2 separate regions of the Mus musculus genome follow, and region 1 is linked to region 2. The links are chromatin contacts, called in public HiChIP or PLAC-seq maps. All regions are on one chromosome and are shown on one strand. Each heading gives the region's core, a stretch centred on a gene start, on an enhancer-like site or on the middle of the called end of the contact. The rest is flanking DNA. Distances are from core to core; before and after follow the strand shown. Region 1 has its middle 13 kb from the start of Gm40607. Region 2 has its middle 26 kb from the start of Tnfaip3.

Evidence for each region. HiChIP or PLAC-seq counts read pairs in DNA pulled down with a chosen protein or histone mark.
Region 1: a contact with region 2 is called in an H3K27ac HiChIP or PLAC-seq map of double positive thymocytes, with 5 read pairs. The contact joins two enhancer-like sites. A contact is called at or near these places in 14 of 484 Hi-C or Micro-C datasets (B cells, ECoMG-derived neutrophils, the G1E-ER4 cell line and 7 more), 1 of 115 datasets of contacts at active chromatin or transcription factors (double positive thymocytes) and 1 of 9 other capture datasets (adipose tissue).

What each region holds. Positions count from the first base shown.
Region 1 is chr10:19,226,900-19,233,592 of GRCm38.p6, forward strand. No RefSeq gene overlaps it. Among named protein-coding and RNA genes, the nearest start is that of Gm40607, 13 kb to the right of the region's middle. Within about 2 kb of position 5,137, at least 8 of the 459 cell types and tissues checked have an H3K27ac peak or open chromatin away from gene starts, as enhancers often do. A contact at or near this core is called in the P5424 cell line and double positive thymocytes, where this site is marked.
Region 2 is chr10:18,985,901-18,992,940 of GRCm38.p6, forward strand. No RefSeq gene overlaps it. Among named protein-coding and RNA genes, the nearest start is that of Tnfaip3, 26 kb to the right of the region's middle. Within about 2 kb of position 5,306, at least 10 of the 459 cell types and tissues checked have an H3K27ac peak or open chromatin away from gene starts, as enhancers often do. A contact at or near this core is called in the P5424 cell line and double positive thymocytes, where this site is marked.

The sequences.
Region 1 (6,693 bases), core at 3,887-6,386, 240 kb after region 2:
CAGACAGTGGTCAGGGTCATGAGTCACACCATAGATTCTGTTCTTATGTTGATGGTTCTTTGTAGGTGTCTCAGCTAATTCTCAATTAAGCTGAACAAGACAGTCGTCTCTTCAGTGCTCCAGAATCTGACTTGAAAATCCACCATGGCTTCCTCAATGGCATGATGGGAGAGAATGACAGGTAGGCTGACATTATTGACTCTGCCTTCCAGGAACCCAGAGCAACATGAAGAAACACTACAGGCCACAGTGCCTGAGGAAACACTTACAAGCCACTGTGGTTTGTCAAACTCAGGAAAAGACTTCTCATTTTTACAAGGAAGAGTTTCTGAGACAAAAGGATGGACCATCTAGAGACTGCCATATCCAGGGATCCATCCCATAATCAGCTTCCAAACGCTGACACCATTGCATACACTAGCAAGATTTTGCTGAAAGGACCCTGATATAGCTGTCTCTTGTGAGACTATGCTGGGGCCTAGCAAACACAAAAGTGGATGCTCACAGTCAGCTATTGGATAGATCACAGGGCCCCCAATGGAGGAGCTAGAGAAAGTACCCAATGAGTTAAAGGGATCTGCAACCCTATAGGTGGAACAACGTTATGAACTAACCAGTTCCCCGGAGCTCGTGTCTCTAGCTGCATATGTATCAAAAGATGGCCTAGTTGGCCATCACTGGAAAGAGAGGCCCATTGGACTTGCAAACTTTATATGCCCCAGTACAGGAGAACGCCAGGGCCAAAAAGTGGGAGTGGGTGGGTAGGAGAGTGGGGGAGGGGGGGAGGGTATGGGGGACTTTTGGGATAGCATTGGAAATGTAAATGAGGAAAATACCTAATTAAAAAAAAAAGAAAAAAAAAGAAGAAAGAAAAATGGAGGTATGCCAAGGAGCCTTTAAGTATTGTTTCTCTTTTCAATCTATTAGAAGCGGCATTAAAAATCGCATTGTATCCCATTATGGCCTGAAAAAAAAAAAAAAAAGAAAATCACGTCAACACCACTACTTTTTATGACTCTCTCTTACCAACAGCCAACTCCAACAATTTTGGAAGAGTGGGCCATTTCAGGTTCACTCTGTAAGCTAAATTATTGAGGAGACCACAGAGGAATTAGGGATGGTAAGCACAAAGTCCCAGACAGGTAACTTCTGATGACTAGCCAGCTCCACTCCACAAATACAAGAAGGAAAGTTTGTAGACCACAGTCAACAGAAACCCTTCTTGGATGTACGATCAGGTCTAAGCCACATGCTCTTGACACCATACTCACCTATATTTGCTCCTATCTATTTGCCATACCATGCCATACTATCTGGAATGGATTCTCACAGGTCTCCTTTCCCTATTTTTTTTTTAAGGTCCCATGTGGTCACCTAAAGAAGGAATAAGTTCCATTTTGCTCTCCTACTCTGGGGTCTGCTAAGTGAGCCATGACACTTTTCCAGGTAGTTTAATCTTGGATTGAGGGATCAGGCATTCTTTTGTAAAGTTCAACAAAAGTTACTGAAGTAGAAGGCATACATGGAAAGTGCATATTTATAAAGATATTGCTCAACAGAAGTTCATCAACTGATATATCATTTGATTATACCATACCTCCCAAAAAAGAACCTCCGTGTGCTTTCTGAACTCAATCCTACTCTCAAGCGTCTCCAAACAGACATCTGTTTAACTTGTTTGTGTGTTTTGCATACTCAGATTCACGAAGTTCACATGCAGTCTCTTGGCGACTTTTTTCAACAACATCTTTATGAGATTCATTCATGTTGATGTAGGTATTGGTGTGCCATTTTGTTATTGCTGTTGCTGTTGCTGTTGCTGCTGCTGCTGCTGCTGGGTTACCTTCCATGTGATGAGTATTCTGAATTGCTTTCTCTCTACTGTTGCTATGACATGGTAACTTCTAGTTTGGGTCCATTACAAATAACTCTACTGCGCATCTACTTCCCTTCCCACAATCATACACATCCACTTTTGCTGCAGAAATACTTGGAAGTGGAATTGCTTGATGACAGGAATATATTCATGTTCAGCTTATAGAAACATTGCTTGTTTTTGCATTTGTTTTTATTTCTCCCTTTTTTCATCTTCAACATCTTTTAAAGAAGATAAAATGCACACATGCTGGCAAAATACATTTATAGAAAAAGTACAAACTTTTATAAGCTCAATGGTAAGAAATTAGCCAGCCTTTGAAACATTCCTTAAATTCCCCTGAGAGGTCTCTACAAATTTAGCTTCTTACACCTTGGTTCATGATTTTCCATGGATTTGTGTAACTGGATGTGGAAATTGCAAAAAACTGGGAACAATTTTGAGTGCTTAATGACCAACAAGTAATTCTAAATCAAGCATATAATAAATCCAGGGTCGTTAGGGAAACCCTCACTCAACCTTGCCAGTCTGTCAGGCAACATGGTCCCTGGAGCCCTACATAGTCCTAAACATATTTCTGCCATTTTGTATTGTTTATTTATGCAAAGACATATTCTCAGCATTGATAATTATAAAATAAAATATTGATAAACACTGGGGAATTTTGAAAACTCTCTACACCCTGCATTATCAAACATTCACCTCAGATTTAATACTTCATATGAAAATGAACAAGCATATCTGTCTTAGCTGCTTTTCTATTGCTGTGATAAGACTTTATTCTAACTTATAGAAAAAAAAAGAGTTTGTTGGGACTTACAGTTCAGAGGGTGAGTATAGGGGGAGGAGCTGATAGTAAAATCTGAATCCTTAATTGGTTCTTGATTTGATTAATAATGAAGGTAGAAGCCAATTGCTGGACAAAGGGTAAAGATATGCCTTCCAGGTCCCAAGAGTTAAAAAAAAAAGGTGGGGGCGGGGGGGACCCAAGGTAAAAGAGAGGGCTTTTGAAGCCATGCACTGAAAGGAAAAGAAAGCAGCAGTCATGTTAGGCCTCAGGGGCACCTAGGGCCTTAAGCCTCCAACGTGGGTGGGGTCTGAGGGGGTTGGCAGGAGCCAGCTGATAACTGATAAGATTAGGTCAGGAGATTCAGGGCCCAGCAATTGTGCTAGTAGACAAATTCTAAAACAATAAGGCTAAGTATGTGTGTTTTATCCTCAGATTCAAAGGTCTCTGGTGGGGCTGGTAACATAGCTCCCCGGAAAAGGCAGTAGCTGGTGGTTTGGCAAAGATAGCCACCTGGTGCAAAAGAGAAGCCAAAGGAAGCCTGTGGGACATGGACAACAGCTCCTGCCTTTTCCGGGTTGGGGGATGATTGTGATTGCATTGGAACAAAGGGAGCTGGAACGGGTCAGAGTGAAGGCCAAGCTCCCAGGAAAGGCAGAAGTGTGGTTTTAAAATTACACATAACAGGTGAGTCCATGACTATCATGGCAGTGAGCATGGCAGCAGGCAGGCAGGCATGGTGCCCAAATAGTAACTGAGAGCTCACACCTTGAGATACAACCATGAAATAGAGAGAGCTAGCTGAAAATGGTATGGACTTTTGAAACCTCAAAGACCTTCCCAGTAATGCATCTCCTCAAACAAGAGCACACCTCCTAATCCTTCCCAAACAGTTCCTCAAACCGGGGAATAAGCATTCAAACATATGAGCCAATGAGGGGAATTCTCTTTCAAACAATCACAATATTTACCTCATTAGTGTACTTTTATCTATTTCAGTATACTTTCATATTTTAACTTTAATGACAAAACTAAATATATGTACCTTATAATTTTAAAAATATTTTTATTATTTCTTTGATGATTTCACACATTATAGTTTGATTCTATTCATCAACCTCCACAGTCCCTTCCAGGTTCACTCTGCAGTTCACAGTGACTCAACTTTTTGTCATTTTTCTTAAATGTATCCAGTCCACTGGTGTTGACTATATACTCTTAAGAGTATGGCCATCCAGTGATGCAAGACCTAGTGGAGGCCACACCGTTAGAGAAAACTTATGCTCCCTTTTGCAGAAGCTGTCAATTATCAATAGCTCCTTAGCTCTAGGGATGAGATGTTGTGCCTCCCTCTCCACTCCATGTTGGAACTTTGTCTTTTGTAACTGCTGTGAGTTCATATGTGCAACTTCCCTGTTGTGTTAAAACAAAACAAAACAAAACAAAACAAAACAAAAAAAAACAAAACAAAACTGTAGGTCACCACCACTGGCTCTTATAGTCTTCTACCCCATCTCCTGAGGTGATTCATGAGCCTCGAGAAAAGGATGGGCTAATACATGTGGGGTGAGTGCTCTGTGGCTTCATGAGGAGTTGTGGGTCTCTATGTTTATTTTTAAAGATTTATCTATTTCATCTATATGAGTACACTGTCACTGTCTTCAAACACCAGAAGAGGGCATCAGCTCTCATTACAGATCATTGTGAACCACCATGTGTGGTTGCTGGGAATTGAACTCAGGACCTCTTGAAGAACATCGCTCTTAACCACTGAGCCACCTCTCTGCCTGTGGGTCTCTATGTTAATCACCATCTACTACAAAACAAAGCTTCTCTGTTGAGGGTTGAGAGATGCACTAATGTATACAGATAATTATAATAAGAAGTCTTTAGGGTAGGTTTAATGCTGTCTCATTAGCAGACTCCTAGTAGTTTATGACCATCACAGTAGGACGCATGATGGTAGGTAGGTGGGCATGCCTCCTAATCCTTCTTAAACTGTTTCATCAACTACAGACAAAACATTTAAACATTTGAGCCCATAACACCATTCTCACCAAACCATCACAAGAAGAAGAGTCAGTGGTGGCCTTTTTTCAGGATCTGAGTTACACAGGGCTCCCTCTCTTGAACTTTGCCCTTGGTGTCTATAGAATCAAGACAATCTTATCTTCCTGAGACATGGCCTGTGGCTCAGACCACATTCGCATCAATTGCCTAGTTGAGCAGATATCAAATCTTGCAAGTGTTGATAGATGATGCCTTCTCTCCTCGCCTCATGGTAAACCAACTGTGGGAACAGTATGTTTTTCTCAGGAGACAGTATTTGAGAGGTGCTGATTTTTAAACCTCAAATCCAGGTAACCAACTGCAGGATTTAGGGATGGTTGTAGGACAACTTGACAGGGTGGTCTGAAAGGTGTGCAGAAAGATGAATCGGGGTGGGGGGGGCAGGGAAATGAGAAGTAACTGGGGAGCAGTCTGCACAGATGTGCAAGTTTAGTGTCTCTCACAGGACATAGATAAAGGCAGAGTTCACATGATCTGAGGGTAGTTTTCAGCCCACAAGTCTCCCAAGTGAGGGCACTGAAGAGTGGACTAACTTGAACCAGACAAAACTAACTCCAAATTCCAGCAAAACAACTTAGCCAAGTGTTGCCACAGCTAGAGAGAGAGAGTATCTATAACAAAGTTAGTGAGGTCTAAAACTTAACAGGCAGCTGAAAGGATTCTAAAATAATGAAGAAAGCTGGAAACTCAGGGTTATGCTATGGGGGTTATTCGGGTTAGCTGTCACAGATAATTGTGACAGGGAGGGGGAGGGGAGAGGAGAGAGGGAAATAGAGAGAGAGAAAAAGAGAGAGATCCTCTGATGAGACCAAAAATGTCTTAAAAATGTAATGTTAGAATCCAGCCTCTGCTTAGGCCAAGCTGACTGCAGCAGGTACCAAACTGAGAGGGGTATTTGTAAATCTCTAGCTTCCTGGTTCTGGAATGTCTGTCCTGAGAAACGAGTTAACAATAAAGGGATCGAGGTACCATACCGTGCTCCCCACTCCTTTCCTTGCCTCCTGCCTAGGGATCAGAGGGTCTGGCTACAGGCTGTTGTTGTGAACTTCAGTTCTGCCGAATGTGCTCGGATTTCTGTCTTCAGAGACACTGACAGCTCTAGTGCTGGACCTGAACTCCTCTTGGAGCACCTGGCTTGTTTGTGTCTTTGGCATTAATGACTTCCATTAAACTCCTTACTCCCAGTGATCCGTTTCAGTGTCCTTCCTGAAGCCCTGTCCTACAGAAAGCCTCACTGTAGGAAACCTTCTGTTCATTTCTAACAGGATGTGCAGAGGGCCCCATAAGGTAAGAGGAAGAACGCACACCACATTTTGCTGTGGGACAACATGCCAGCTGCAGAAGTCCTCATTGTGTCCTCTGAGACCTGATATCTCCCCAGTGACTTTGGAACTGGTCACCAAAGTGACCGCTTTCCTGGCCACATCTAAGCCGAACAGCCTCCTGTTCTCAGAAAACACTTAGGAACTCCTACGAACTCCTTGGCAGGGAGGCTCCATAGCATTTCTGTGATGAATTCTCCCACATTGAGCAAAGAAGGAAGATGCCCTTCTTAAGATTACAAAGGCAGACGCTCTTAAAAAACAGAACCAAAAAATAAAAATAAAAATTGAAATGAAATAAAAGTTAACACCTTTCAATTGATAGCCAGTTCAATATTGTCAGTAAAGAAAGACATTAAAATACATATTTCCATGTCTATACTGAGAGGGGACTAGCTAAGAAGAGCGATAAATGTTCTAGAAATTTTTTTTAATTTTTTAATCCTGTGTGAAATAATGTAGGTGTTTGCTCTCTTCCACCTCTTCACCTCTCCCCATCCTTACGCTTCCTCTGTTCCTCATGGTGTCCCCCTCTGGACTGTTCACCCCCATGACCCCTGTGTCCTTCGATACATTTCATCTTCATTCACACCTAACATCACTTTATGCTGGTCTCCTTTTTAGACTTTTTAGACTTA
Region 2 (7,040 bases), core at 4,056-6,555:
ATATTTTTGAATGACAACATAGGACAACACATTTATGACTTCTAAAAAGGGGATTATTTCTGAGATAAGAATTTTGTACATTTGTGCAATGGAATATAACAATATTTTATACTGAAATAGGATCACACTATGCCTCCATTTCCCCCTTCCCAGAGGCCATATCAGCTTGCTGATTTTAATTCTAAATATATCCCTAAGAAAGATTATAGCATATAGCACCAAGACGCAAATAGGAATGCTTACATTTTCATAGAGAAAAAAGAAGAAAACCACATAAGGAGGCTGACAAATAAATGAAATTCATAGAGTTGGATATTAAGTAGCATTGACGATGGATTATATGCTGTACTTTTAAACACAGACTGAATTTAATCAGAAGATTAAGTATGAAAAGTCTGGAACTAAGCAAAACCAACCAGTGAATTATTGTGAATAATCAGTAGAGTAGAAGTGAAAGCAAGACAAATTACTTTGTAAATGCTCAGAAGCTCCGTTGTAACCAGGGAGAAGGCTAATTTTCTGTACGGAGTGGCCAGTCTCTGTGGCTAGGAGAGAACCTGGACCTGGAGAGGGGTCTGTGGACCCTCAAGAGCGTTAGAATGTCTAATTTCTCAAGCTCAGGGTAATTATATGTTTTGTTATTTATTTATTTGTTTATTTTTAGAAACTATGCCTTCAAGTATTGGCCTTTTATTTAGTTTCACATTAAGGTCCAAGGGCATTAGAATGAGTTTATCAATCTTATTTTTTTCCCTTCGGAGGCCAGTGTAGTTTGAACTTTTAAGAAACAAAGGTGACATTTTCAGATATGGCTGAGTGACGATTCTGAGATTCGATTGCTTGTCAAATGGAGATAACACTTAACTCTGTGTTCTTAAGATGATATTAGATTATACTGAGGAAAAAAGCCAGCTTATTTAATATATGTGTTTCATTGTTGGAATGTACTGAAAATAAAAAAGTTCTTTAACAATAAGCCAAAAAAAGAAAGCATGTGTTTGAACTGAAATATGCTAAATGATGTTAAATTACTGCTGTGCTATTTATTACATCGCTCCCAAATTTGAATATGTTTTATTGGAAGGACTCAAGAGTTAGTGGTCTAGACTTTCTTGCTATCCATTTTGCACACGGCTTTCCTAGTAACATGCTTCAGCCTTCATCTTTGGATTGGATATGAAGAAATATCAAGGGTCTTCTGATAGCAGGTGTGGAAGAGCATCCTTACTAAGGGGTCATGTACCAGCAAAAACAGGGGAAGAAGAAAATAGAAGGAAGTTCAAGGAGATTCAAGGGCTCCTTTGAGCCGACACAGCTGAAAGCCAGGAATTACTGAAGAAGACAGACAGAGCCCTGCTCCTCCAGAGGTCAGGGCAGCAAGCAGCCTACCATCTTGCATAGTTTCATTTGATCAAGTTATATCAAAGTGAACTGGTTTGACACCCCAAAAGGGTAACTTCCACTAGCAAAAGTCATACTGCTATATAGAACAAAGAAAAGGTTACTTTGCTAAAAATCTTTTGAATCAAAAGGAGAAGACAGAATTTCCTCCAATCACAAGGAACCAAGAAAAAAAATCATATTTCCTGGCTGCCCACTCACCTTACCACCCCTTCCCCCGGGGTCCCCTTTAGCAGCAGAGAAAGAAATCACTGAAGAGAAACATGGGCTGGCTGAGCCAGACTTTCCCTCCCAGTGTGATTCAACCTCAGCTGGAGGAGGGGTAGGCAGGCAGCCCTTTAACTCTGTGTGTGCTGGACTGGCTTTCAGTATTAGACATCTGGAGTTTTTGAAAATTAACACTGGAACAAAAGTTACTATCATAATTTATGTCTCCTTCACCCACCTTCAGTCAAAAGTTTATTTTAGGCTAATTGAAGAAAAATCTTTTTAAAAAAGGAAGAAAGAATAAAACAATTGGGCAACAGAGTCTAGAAACTTAGAAATCAAATCCACACAAAGATGTGTTATAGTCATTACCACCACCCATGATTGATTTCATTACAAACTAAAGGAAAAATGTGTTAAGTGACAGTCCATCTCAGTAAATAGGCTCCTTCCTCTCTCCTTCCAGCATATCTACTTATTCATGCATGACTGCTGCCAAGGTGATGCAATAGTATCAGTGTAGTTGTCTTCTCTGGGCGGGATGACACATACCTGTGATTGAGCCCAGAGATAGCAGAATGCTGTGCGGTCCTTTGGGCATTAGATTACCAGGAAGAGGTTTTCCATAGGCCTCCTAGAGTATCTGAGTTACCCAAGAACCCTGGGAGGTACCCTCCATTAATCCTCAGACTCTAGGTTGCTACTTCTACCTTCTACACATGCTCCACATCTCTGAGCTAAGACTCTAATAATACATTCAGTTTCCAGTCTTCTTATCTGGTTTCTGGGAACAATGTACCTAAGATGCCCAAGTGTCCAGAGGGGATCCGCACACCAGGAGTAGGAACACCACCTTTAAGAAGGTTTGTTCGAGGTTACCGACCCACACTGTCAGGATGATGTCTGTGTGTTAGGGGACACTTAATGTGTGACGTTCACACTTAAAGGTACTATGAACTCTTTCAAGTCACCAGAGTAAAACTAACACTCTTGTTAAAACCTCAATAGACTCCTTCACCCAGTGAGGGTGACTTATGTATCAACAATATGACTGTGAAACAGCTACCATTGTCTAGAAGAAAGAGAGAGAGAGAGAGTTCCCAAAGTCCAATCTACATGAATATCACTATTATTCTCCAGCAAAAGATAGAGCATTCTAGAAGATTCTCCCAAATTGTGTGTCCTCAGGGTAATAAGGAATCCAAGTTGAAATTTTGGACAGCAGCCATCCTTTGTGTTCAGAATACAGCAGAGGGAAGTTATTTGTCACTCCTAACAGCTTGCTAGAGTCTTTCATTGTGTAGGTTCCAAGGATCAAACTCAGTTGCCAGGTTGAGGCAAGATCCATTACCTGCTAAGGTGGCTTGGTAGCCCAGGCATTGTATTTTGAAGCCACAAATCCATACAATCCTACTCATTAAACACACTTCACACAAAATGCTCTGCTGCCCAATTACATACAACATATTCCCATTCTTGATAAAGAAAATTGGTTCTGACCCTTTCTTAATGTTGATACTTACTTCAGAAAAACCTCTTGCAAGGTTTAACATTGCTACACTTATCTTTTCATACAGCATGCTTGAGAACTGGGACAGATGGACAAGAAATTCTTCAGATTTAATACTGCATTTAAAAATAAATTTAGTCTTCACTTCTTTGTTATTTATGACCAGTGCCTTTTCTGGACATGTGTGCTGGTCACAAGGGTTCTCTCATTGAAAACATGAAGTCTGGCCTTAGGGCTTGGGAGTATTATTCATCAAATATATTACTCTTTCAGTGTCTCCTGTTTGGTCTCATTTAAAAGAGTCTTTTTCACCCTCAAGTTTTCTTTTAATGTTTAAAATTTGGTTTTGACATATAATTTCCTTAGTTTGTCTAGAACTGTTTTTAGCATAAGCCAGATATTCAACTCGGTTTTATTTATAATTGTTATTCCCAGCTCTACTAAAATATCTTGTCCTTTCCCTGCTGCTAAGCTATGTTACCCCATCATAATAAGATAAGTTTTAATGTGTATATGGAATATGTGAAATAATAGTCTTAGTGATGACCAAGAAACACTAGCCAGAATGAGGGAGATACCATTTTATAACCATGTCGTTCACCTCTCTATTCTGTTCCACTGGAAATCTCTCTTTCCCTGTGCTGCATCTTTATGACTGGCTTATGTTGTCCTAGGACGGAGCCAGCTTGTTCTTGGGGTAGTATATTTCCATACAGAGCTAGGTTGCCTTTTCTAGTAGTTTCTTAGCCATGTACCAATGTAATGGGGAATTAGGTCCATGTTTTTTTCCTGACTCATTCTGTTCTTGTCCAATTTAAACACTGTAAAACTTTACTTGTTTGACTAAATAGTCTAAAACAAATCTTTATTTTCTTCTGTTGGTGAAACGCAGAGGTTCATGGTGCTGTCCAAGGGCTGTATCTCTGGAGTATTCTCCTGGCCCCTTGCCTGATGTTGACTTTAAAGGCAAGGACACTGAATTCATAGAATGAACAGTGGGGTTGCTTCTTTCTATATGGGAAGTACAAATACTTAAAGTCATGGATAGACCTTAAGAATTAAGTATAGACCTATAGTCCCTTTTTTAGTGATTATAAAAGTATAATAAACATTGTTAAAACACCCATATTATGGCCTGGAGTGATGACACACACCTTTAATCCCAGCACTTGAGAGGCAGGGGTAGGCAGATCTCTTGAGTTTGAGGCCATTTTGGTCTACACAGTAGTCAAGACAGCCAGTGTTTGTTACACAGAAAAAAATAAACAACAAGACCACAAAACAAAAACAAATAAAAATACTCATATTATAAAGGGGAAGGGGAGAAATTACATTTATATTATTACCAAAGAGAAGATATTACCATATATGTTTTGGCATACTTCCTTCTGGGATTTCTGGGCAATCTCTGTGACATGTCCCAGCTACTTTTTAAAAGATGTTTTGATTTATTTATTTTATTACCTGTGTGTCTCTCTCTCTCTTTCTCTCTCTCTCTCTCTCTCTCTCTCTCTCTCTCTCTCTGTGTGTGTGTGTGTGTGTGTGTGTGTGTGTATGTGTCCCACAGAACGCATGCAATACATGTAGAGGTCAGAAGACAACTTGTAAGACGTCTGTCCCCCCAGCCCCATCATGTGGGTCCTGGGGACTGAACTCAGGTCATAAAGCTTGGTAGAAATCACTTGAACTAGCTGGACTGAATTGCCAGCCCTATCAAAGTAGCTTCCCTTTATCTCCCGCACGAGCGAGCAGACAAGTGTGATCACATGTATAACACTTTACCACTCCTTCACTGCTTCATTAGTATTCTATAAAACAAACTTGCCTCAAAACAGGAGTTCGTATAGCTGATTTGTTAAAAATCAATCCACATTAAATTCAGTTTAGGAGTCGAGAGTGATGGCTATAATCCTAGTACTGTGGAGAATGAAGCAGAAGGATCACAAACTTGAAGCCACTTTGGGCTATGGAATGAAACCTTGTCTTATAGAAAACTAAACTAAATGAAACTAAATTAAAATGCAAAACATTTTTTTAAAAAATCCCTTTAGGTAAAATTTTTACAATATTTCTGGCGAATAAGGTTAATGTTTAAAAATTTGACATGTTAATATTAATATGTTTTCACTTCCTGTTATGTTTCAGACACCTGTCACCTCTGTTGTTCCTTCATGTTAGTCCCCACACAGCTGCTGTGACCAAACATTGAAATATATGGGTCATACCAAACCTCTGGTAGACTCTCTCGTGAGCTGATATCGAATGCAAGGCCATACATAGCGCCTGAAGAAGGCTCCAGTGTCCTTGTGCTCACCAAACTGTGTTTTCTTTCTTCCAGCCTCCACTGAGAGCATTGGGCTGCTTGTCTGGATTGATACTGGAAATTGCCATAGGAGCTCAGAACTAGGTCTCAGACAGCACTTATCTTCAAATGGTCTCAGACATTCAGTTAGCAGCAAAAATGCAATATTCCTTCTTGAAAAAAAGTTCGTATTTGTGATGAACACTTCAAATCAAAATGATAGAATTATGTTCTCCATCGAATAAACATACCTGGAGAAACCAGCTAAATCCAACTCCATAGTGTGTTTCCCAGACTGAGAGCTTTTAGGTCAAGTCCTAGGTCTTAGCTATCACAGGCTGTGGGAGTGGCATGCCAGGCTCTGGCAGGGTGCTCTCGGCAGTCCTGCATACGACATAGAAGCCAGAACGGACATTGAGAGCCCTCAGTAGTGGAAAGCCCAGCACTCATGCCACCAAGGGTCTTGTAGGTTTGGGCTTGCTTGGAGATTGACTGAAAACAAGTCCTGTGGGTGGTGACATTCTACTTCAAGTTTAGGGACATAAACTTCACTTGAGTCCCTGTCCCTAGAAACCTCCAAGTTGAGAGCATTCCATGGTCCTGAGGAAAAATATGATTAAATGAATATTTTAAGAAGATCCCACTGGCTATGTTGGAGAGGTTAATTTAAAAGAGTTGGGGCTGTATATAAAGGAGTAGCCATGAGACCTCAAGATGGTTCAGATGAGTAATCACATGATTGAAGGACTTGGTATGCCAGAAGAGATGACATTCCACATTAAACAGACCTTTTCAGGAGTTAAGATATTATTATGACTATTTCATTTTTATTAAATAACATTTTATCACATCATTTTCTGTTTCTCTGAAGGCCTAGATGGTGTGCTTATTGTATTGTTCTCATATCCACTGGCACATGTTCTGACAGACTATTTTAATGTACCTAGTATATTTATTCAAATATGTGACCTTACATTGTCTTTTTCTTAAAAGCAGAAAATTCTAATGATGGTGAATGCAAATAATTCCATCACGTCAGAGTCTGAGGAGAGAGGAATGCTGAATTCAAGGCCAGTCTCTACATAGTAAGTTCTAGTCCAGCCAGGGCTACATAGAAAAATCCTGTCTCAAAGAAACAAAAGCAAGCAAATAAACCAAATATTAAATCCTACTTAGAGAACAAAAGGGGAGCAAAGTTATGTAGATGAAAGATTTCTAATCTTCAAGTTGAATAGGCCCAACATATGTTTATGATTCTTCAAGGGACCCGTGCAGCTTATATACCTTGTGTCAGTGGTGCAGATCTTGTGGAGTCAGAATTCTTTGTGTCAAGAAATTCCTCTTCCCTCTAGGAAACATGTCCTGGCATTTTAGTTTTTATTGTTGCCATTGTAAAAATGACCAACCATTTTAAATATCTATTTGTTAAATACTATTATTAGGTATTAGTGTCTACCAGCAGCAGTTTTACCTCCCGGCCTGTTTTGGTTATGGGAAAGCTGGATGTCTTAGACTCAGATAACATCAGCCTCCTGATTGAAACACTTCTCCATATTGACTACATAAACATCAAACTGCAATCATGAGACAGAAAACACCATAAACAACTAGTAACTATCC